Regions from separate parts of the Mus musculus genome. Here region 1 is linked to region 2. The links are chromatin contacts, called in public promoter capture Hi-C maps. All regions are on one chromosome and are shown on one strand. The core of a region is the stretch at or near the end of the contact, and the rest is flanking DNA. Distances in the headings are between cores, read along the strand shown.

Region 1 (4,334 bases), core at 458-2,957, 250 kb before region 2:
GACCTGCCTTTTCAAATCATTTTACCAAACATTAGATGTCCTCACAGATGTGGAAATTGCTGATACAAGAGACCAACTCTACTTTTATAATACCTGTTTATAAAAATGTGAAGGATTGTTTTAACATCTCTGTCATGTCAGTTCAGGGTTCCTACTAATTGCTTTGTGTGTTTTTATTAGTTATTAGCCTGATACATAATGTCCTCACAAACCTGATGACTTAGGATAATATGTCTGAAGCCTGAGTCTTACTTAATTGCTTTAGCTAGCTTCTTGCAGGTCAAAGCAGGCAGGACAATGCTGCTCTATTACTGCCAGTACATTAGCTTATTAGGCTCCCAGATTACTTCTGAAGGGATAGTGGTCCACACCTCAGCCTTGCTAGGTAGTTCCTTTCTGGTCTAACTGATAGCTCTGTGGCTATGTCTCCAAAGATGTGCACCAAGGCTGCTACATGACCTCATTACTTCTGAGCTTTAGGCCTCCTCTAAATTGCCACCAAGGTTCTCTAAGGGCTATACAGAGCTCAAAATCTCCCCACCTTCTTTGCTCTCATAACATCTATCTGGGTGGTATTGTGGCTGGTTAGGAGAACCCTCTATTGGTGCCAATTTGTGGAGATGTCAATTGCTTCTTCCTGGAAGGGATGAAAGTCCTGATCCATGCTTAGTCTTTCTTGCACAATTGACCCTACGAGTGACTTGCATCCTTCCAGCTCAGGACACTGGAATATGAACTTCCCCCATAGCCTTTGGTGTTACAGTTTAGAGTGGGATTTTCTCCTCTAACATTCAGCCATCATGAAGCAGGTATCTGTGCATTTTCTGCCTGTCTAGGCTGTTTCTGTCATTTGGCTAGAGACCCCCACTACATTCTTTGCATGGTCAGGCCCCTAGTTGTTCTCCTTGCTTCTGCCAGAATTTTTCTATATACAATTCATAATATGGAGAGTCCTAGTTAGACTTGCAAGAAGCAAAAGGGGAAATTTTATTTATCTCATCTTCCCATTCCTGGAAGTCTCAGGGTATTCATTTTTAGTTTGCTTTTCAATTCAAAAAGAAAGGGCACAAGGTTCCATGCCCTCTTTTTAACAGAGAGTTGCTATCATCAGTGTCTTGATTTCTTTCTTTAAAAAAAAAGTCTGTTTCTGCTCAAAGAGATGCTGAGCAGACAATAGAGCATCAGTAAATCTTGCCTTCGGTTCTGAAAGCTGCCTCAGAAGGATGGCCACTGTCGCGAGTTTTTGAAACTTTTATCTCCTCATAGGGTCAAACAGGTGAGAGATGATGGTGTCCCATTTAAGGAAAATGAGTTACATGGAGACAGGAGAGAGTTAAAACAGGACAGAGGCTTAGAAGAAAGCAAAGGAGCTGGATACATTGACACAAGTGACCACGCCTGCACCTCCTGTTTTGTTGTAGAGGACAAATAGAGGGTCTTCAAGGGGATGTGTGTGCCACCAGTAGGGGCAGCGGGAAGCCAGAACTGCCAGAAGTGAGCCTGTAAATGCAGCCAAGTGGATGAACAACTTCAGGGCTGAGACTTGGTGTTCACCAGAGAAAGCAAGGGGCGGGACTGGACTAAGGGGAGGGGAGTGAGCAGGGAGCAACAGCGAAAGGCACAGAAGGCAGTCAGTCCCCCGAGACCTGGGAGGGAGGCGGGAATTAGGCTGAAGGGTCAAGTCCAGCCAGCAGTTTTCAAGATCTGAGCAGACCACAGGAGGCGCCACCAGGACATCTCTGCAGCGCTTGGTGGCCAGGGAGGAGCGAGCATCAATCTCCGCTGCGGGTCTCAGTCACTGCTGCTCCAGCCTGCACGTCTCTGTCCTCGCGCAGGGCGCTCAGGCTTCTTAGCCTTCGCCTGCGCTGTCAGCTTTTCTCTGCCTGCGGTCAACCATGGATGTCAACTCCCGGCTTTCTGTGCAAAGGTAAGACTCGCTTCTCCATATGCCTAATGTGATGTCTCTCAAACTCCGCTGGGCACTAGAGATCATAGGCAAAGTTGCTTTCCACCCTTTGCTCTCCTTAGAGATTCCCACGGAGAAGTCAAGTTCCTGCACGACTGATCCTTGGGATCGGCCCTTGAGAGGTGGGGGTGAGGGGTGGGGGCTTCAATTCTGTTAGCTACCCCACTGGGCGCCCGGCTGGGTGGGGCCTGTGTGCTGGAGCCAGGTGCCTGCCTCTAAGGCTGGGGGAGGGGGGGCTGGGGGCGGGTAGTGGTGGTGAGGTCTCCTCTGCCAGGCGAGGTATCTGGGGAATCGGGCTTTTAGTGTTATATTACCTGGAGCAGTTTTGCGCCTTGACTTGGAATGCGTTCCAAGGTGGAGAACAGAGACCTGAGGGATCAAGACCAAAGCTGATTTACCTCCAGTTCTGTTGACCTTAACCTGGGTTAGTGTTTGGGGCTTTGGAGTGAGCTACAAGGTCTTGTAGGCTTGGGGAGGGGGAGATCTCTTAGATCTCTCACTGGCACTAACCTGAGCCCACCTGTAATCCTGGGCAGAGGAGACCTCTTTGGTCCTTTAGCATCTCTGAAGCGCTAGTTCCACCTAGTGTCTGAGTCCCTTCCCCAGACCGGTAAGTCCAGCCACCTGAAAGACGTGGTTACAATGTTTTGTTGTTTGGTCTTGTGTTTCCTCTCTCTTTCCTCCTGTTCTGCTCTACTCCGGACCCAGCTGGAGAATTCAGTACTCTATGACTTTTGTTCTTCTCCCTAAAAAATATCCGGGTTGAACCGAGTCTATCTCTCAGGTGCCCAACTGAGCAGGTAGCTTTGAGCCCTTTGTGCTCTCTGCCCAGCAGGAAACTGAGCATTCGCAGTTCACACCTAGAGCTCCTAGTACTGTTGAATGCTGCAGCCTGGGCTGCCATGCTGAGATCCCACAGGCCCACCTTTCAACTCCACCGAGGCTCAGGGCTAATCTTTTAGGCTCTTACTTCTTATCTCCCCACCCCAACTCACCCCACCCCAACCAACCCCAAAAAACTAAGGTAGTTTTCAGCTGACACTGTCAAGCACTGAAATAAACAAGTTGAGCTAGAATTCTTGGGTTGCATAGGAACATAGGAAGACCCAATACTCACAGGCTAAGGCTCACAGACAGTAGCCAAGATAGAGGGAGAGCTGGGATAAGGCTGGGGGTACAGCAGGTTACATATTGCCTTTCAAAGGATCAGAGCCTTCCATCTATATCTGCAAGTGTTCGTGTTGTGTGATAGAACTAGTCTCCCCAGCGTCCCATCCATCACCCACCTCTGTAAATCTAGCAAAGGACTTTGAGGTTTCTATACAATGCCTGGAGCCTAAGTGAGGCTCTAGCTCTCTGGCTCAAATGGGAACAGATGAACACTGAGTCTCTCTATTTCAGCCTCATGTCTGGAAAAGCAAGTATAGAGCTATGGGAGGGAAGATTTTAAAAGCCTTAAAATTAACCATTGTTGTCGATGTAGGTAAAAGTTCAACAACGTTTTAAAAGTTGAGCTAGAGGTTTGCTGTTTACTGTCTGGAGAAATGCTTCTTTGAATTGAAGTGTTCAGGGCTAAGGATACAGCTCATTTATAAAGCTCCATCCAGCCTTGCATACATGAGGCCCTAAGTCCCATCTTCAGTTTCTACCCCCATTCCTACAAACTGAAATGGTGAACTAAGTAGTCCCCCAATTCCAAAAAATAAAAATTAAAAATTAAAAAAATCTTTTTAAAAGGTGTTTTTCATAACGAATTGTTTACTTTAAAGCTATCTTTTCAGATCGTCAGGAGTGTGGCTCAATCCTGACTCAATTTCCATCTAATCCTGGAACATTTCCTAAAGGATTAGAAATAAAGCATTCCGATAACTTACTGAGATCTTTTATGGGGTGGCGACAGAGGTGGCTTTATAAAGAGCAAGCAAACTAATTGAAGGCCCACATCTGAATCTTGATAGCATATCTCCAGAAATAAACCTTCTGACTATTACCACTTACTTACCAAGAAACATCGCCTCTCCCCTAAGTCAGAATAATAGTCTCATCTCTTGGAGCATCTTTGTTCATTTCTTTGCTTTAGTGCAGGTAAGAATCCCAATTTCTCTCTCATCAGATCTCATGAGAGGCCATGGGAATTAACTTTCCACATATATGTGAAAGCAGAATTAGAATTTGAACTGATACCTGTATGCCTTGTATTAATCACTAGACTTATTTAGGCAAGCTTGAGTTTTGAAGAACTGGCAGTTGGATATTCTACACAAGTGTTTTTGAGAAAGTGGCAAAATGATCAAGTAATAACAAATCATTATAGATCAAGCATATATTGTGCAGATCAGAAACACTCTCAGTATTTAATAAAGTTAAG
Region 2 (4,509 bases), core at 1,039-3,538:
AGACTCTCTCCTAGACAAACACCATCACTAGAAGCAACTTTGGAGGGAGAGGGGGTTGGATTTCTCTGGCTTATGCACCCCTATAACCGTCTGTCAGTGCAGAGAGTCCAGGCAGGAGCTCAAGCAGGAGCAGAGACAGGAGTCAGGGCAGAACACTGCTGACCGGCTTGCTTCGCATGGCTTGCTCAGCCTGCTTTTTTATACAGTCCAAGCAACTGCCCAGGGTTAGCACCAGCCATAATGGCCTAGGTCCTCCCATATCAATCATTAATTAAGAAAAAGACCATGGAATTGCTTATAGGCCAATCTGGTGTGGGGGGACAATTATTAATTGAAATGCCCTCTTACCAGATGACTCTAGCTGTGTCCAGTTAAGGGAGGAAAAAAAAAAAAACCTAACCATCACAGTGTCATGATAAATATAACAAAAGCAAAAAAAAAAAAATGCTATACAGGAAGTCAGTAAGAGATGTGGAAAAGGTAGGTTTCTCTGGGTCAGTTACATTGGCTGAAACAAAGTAAAGAGAAGCTAGGCATTGTGAGGTTTAGGGGAAGCTCTGTCCAGAAGGGAGACAGTGCATGACAGGCCTTCTTGTAAGTTTTAGAAAAATAGGTCAGAGACCTAAACTATAGAGATGGCAGAGAGTAAAGTTCTAGAAGTCGACAGAGCAGCCTGGGCCATTTCTTTCAGACTGTAGATCTTATTCTAAGCCTAACAGGAGCATACTAGGCGATTGTTGGAGGTGTTGGGTTCAGATTCTACTGGCAAACGGTAGATGAGACTCAAAGCCAAGAAAGCACTTGAGCAGACCCTGAAGTTTCCCAACAAGAGACGGACTGGGCTGGAGTGTGTCAGCAAACGGAAAGGATGCTGAGTCGAACTGGGAGGGGAAAGAGGGCTGAACCGAGAGATTCACCAAATGTTTTGGAAGTAGAGCTGATATAATTTATTGATAGATGGAAAAGACTGAGCAGAGAGGAGCAGTAAGTGGTGTCAGGGCGAGTAAAGGATTGTCTGTGTAGCTTCTGAAGAAAATAAATACAAAATGCTGAACCTATGACCTGCTGACAGGGGACAAAGCACAAAAGGAACAAAATCAGGATGGCCTCAAAGAAAGAAATAACAGCCTTGACTATTAGACATTTTGGCTAAAAAATGTTGGCTGCTTTGCTGAGGCAAACGAGACACGTGCCCTGAGATTCCTCAAGTTCACACCCTTAAAACTGTCATGCTGAAACCAGGACAAAGTGAATTCACTTACTCTACTCTGAAATCTCTGCAGTTTCTTTACCCAAATGTTTCATTGAGCCGTTGTAGTCAGCCGTTACCCTGAGCCAAGTTTTAAGGGCTTTGTTGTCAATTACATTTATTCATTTATGTTATGTGTATGTGCACACGCACACATGAGAGCCACAGAACATGTGTGCAGAGGTCAGAAAATAACTTTCCTCACTGCGGCCCTCCCCACCCCACCCCTGACCCTTTTATTTTTAATTTGAGTTTCGAGAAGCTGAGAGTTCTCCTCCTATTTTGTCCTCAACAAGTTGTATTTCAGTTATTCTCTCATGGTGAGCAAACCCCACCCCCCTCCCCAACACATAACTTATGACCACCAGAAAAGCATACCCTACTCTAAAACAGCAGCATTTCGTGGGCTTATTCACAATCACCACGTTGGAATCAAGGATTCTGGCCTTCTTTAAAGGCACATGGCGAGGCGCACAAAGCAGGTTACCTTGGACGTTCATATCATAAACTGATTTCCTACTGCAGCAAACTGGAGAGTGTGACAAAGGTGGCGCGCTCAGTGGAGTATGAGTTTTTCTTTTCATGTGTCCTTCGCTTTAACTTGATCATTAAGACTTTAAAATAACAGTAGATTCATCTCTGTTGTTCCAGAAAACACTGTCCCAGGGTGTCACTGTTCACTACCCCTCGGCCCCTCCCTCCTCAGACTCATAATTTACTAGAAAGCATTTAAAAGTTTAAAGACTTTCTCAAAGAGTCACATAAAGGACTTTAAGGAACAGTGGTCGGCAGCGTATGAAAAGGTGGGTGACCCAGACTGGGGAGCTCTAACTACCTGTCCCAATTGGTCACTGAGACCCGGCTACTCAGAGCCCTTCCTCGAGTCCCCGCCCCCTCCTTCGTCCCAGACCATCCCAGAAAGGGAAGCCAGGGCCCACTCGTGGGAACCCCGTACCTGGTGGGTAATAGCGAAGCAAGAGGCTCTTAAGCTTCATTTTCCTACTTTCCTACCCTGAGGGGCTTCGTAGCCATGGAAACTAACAAACAGCAGTAGGACGCTAAGGCGCGTGCGCAAGTTTTTCTGGGCGGGTACAGGGGAGCCCAGCGGCAGCCCAGAGCTGGGTAAACTCAGCTTGCCGCTCAGCCATAGCTTGCTGTAGCAAGCTATCTGAGGAGCAGCCAGTGTGTCCCAGTTTTGACATTGGTCCACCACATAGAAAAGAGTTAATTCTTTAACTGTTTAAATTTTCTCCAAATCGACTGATTATCTTAGCTTCTTTTAGAGTGTGATAAAAAGAGTAGTTGTGGAAAATAAAATGTTCATACAGTTTTCAATAAAGAGCAAATACAATTATGCAATTTTTTTAAATATCCCAGAAATTTATTTGATGTTCGCTTGAATACATTTTATATAGAAAGATTGTGATTGATTGTTTGTGTTTGGAGCCTCTGGTAAATCTCTGAACCATAAGGGTGCCATTCCAGAGACATGAGCAATGGAAACTGTAAGCCCAATATTAGGACTGCTGTTGAAGATTTGTCTCTGGTCAAATCAAGCCACTCCCTTAGAAAAATACTTGAGGTGTTAGAGCCACTATGTGAAAACAGCTGACATGAAGGAGGGCATTTAGATTCTGGCTTGTTGAATACTTAAATACTTGGAAATAAAAATATTCAGCTTTCAAGTTTCCAATACTGGAAAACTTTCAAGTCTAGGGTTTGCAGCCAGGAAGGGCTGCCTCGTACTCTGTAAATTGGACTGTTTTCCAAAATGTCATCTTCAGCTTTGGCTTCCATTTCTTCTGCATCGTCATCTCCATCCACTTCTGCATCTTCTCTTTCAAGCCGTTCCAGCTGCCTTGCACGTTCAGTCTCATCTGTATCTGTGACCACTTTGGGCTCCATCTGAACACTGAACACTTCCCTCTTTTTTTAATTAGATATTTTCTTTATTTACATTTCAAATGCTATTCTGAAAGTTCCTTATACCTTCCCCGCTCCCTGTTCCCCTACCCACCCACTCCCACTTCTTGGCCCTGGCATTCCCCTGTACTGGGGCATATAAAGTTTGCAAGACCAAGGGGCCTCTCTTCTTAATGATGGCCGACTAGGCCAACTTCTGCTACTATGCAGCTAGAGACACGAGCTCTGGGGGTACTAGTTAGTTCATATTGTTGTTCCACCTATAGGGTTGCAGACCCCTTCATCTCCTTGGGTACTTTCTCTAGCTCCTTCTTTGGAAGCCCTGTGTTCTATCCTATAAATGACTGTGAGCATCCACTTCTGTATTTGCCAGGCACTGGCATAGCCTCACTCGAGACAGCTATATCAGGGTCCTTTCTGCAAAATCTTGCTGGCATATGCAATAGTGTCTGGGTTTGGTGGCTGATTATGGGATGGATCCCTGGGTAGGGTAGTCTCTGGATGGTCCATCCTTTCATCTTAGCTCCAAACTTTGTCACTGTAACTCCTTCCATGGGTGTTTTGTTCCCTATTCTAAGGAGGAATGAAGTATCCACACTCTGGTCTTCGCTCTTCTTGAGTTTCTTGTGAACACTCCCCTCTTCTCCTCAATCTTCTCTTTGATGACTGCCATAGCCTGATTGAGGACAGAGAGACTATGTCATCCCCAGTGTCCTTCTTTTCATCACATACCTGGGCAGAACTATTAGATTAATCTTGATGGGCATGGTTTCTGTAGAACAATTCAAACCTGCCCTCAGGGCTTCTTTTACAGCATCATTGCCTTCATAACTATAGCAAGTTACTTCAGTATCTGCTGTCATAGTCCACAAGAGAGGATACAATTCAGAAAGTCCTGCCCACAATGCATTATTTGACCCAATCCAAAAGGCAGCACTGCCCCCACCCCATTCTCTCTGGGTCAGCTTTCCGTTACTATAATAAAATACCTGAAAGGAATCAACTTAAATGATGAAGGGCTTATTTTGGATTATGGCTTTTGAGGTTTGAGTCTATGGTTGACTCGGTCACTTTGGGGGTCTATCCTTGAAACATCACAGCATGTTCTACAGGAGGCTATCCACCTCATTGTGGCCAGGAAGCAAACAGAGGGAGGGGACGGGAAAATTAAGGGAACCCCTAAATGTTCTCCTTCTTCCAAGTAGGCCCCAATTCCTTTAGCTGCTACTAATTCCCAATAGACAATTAAGCTGTGACTCCCTTAATGGTCAATCTATTGATGAAGTTAGAGTCACCCAGTCACCTCCAAAAGACCCTGTTTCTGAACACCACTACAT

What was found. Promoter capture Hi-C pulls out the DNA fragments that hold promoters and counts their contacts.
Region 1: a promoter capture Hi-C map of embryonic stem cells shows a contact between it and region 2, with 4 times the contacts expected there. The contact joins the promoter of Sphkap here to the promoter of Daw1 in region 2. A contact is called at or near these places in 2 of 39 promoter capture datasets (cranial neural crest and embryonic stem cells) and 1 of 484 Hi-C or Micro-C datasets (cortical neurons).

What each region holds. Positions count from the first base shown.
Region 1 is chr1:83,405,573-83,409,906 of GRCm38.p6, reverse strand. Sphkap (SPHK1 interactor, AKAP domain containing) reads left to right here and starts at 1,707. Exons shown (of 12, transcript NM_001356547.1): 1 at 1,707-1,927. The coding sequence starts at 1,900.
Region 2 is chr1:83,157,534-83,162,042 of GRCm38.p6, reverse strand. It overlaps Daw1 (dynein assembly factor with WDR repeat domains 1), which reads right to left and starts at 2,288. Exons shown (of 13, transcript NM_001372244.1): 1 at 2,205-2,288. The coding sequence starts at 2,244.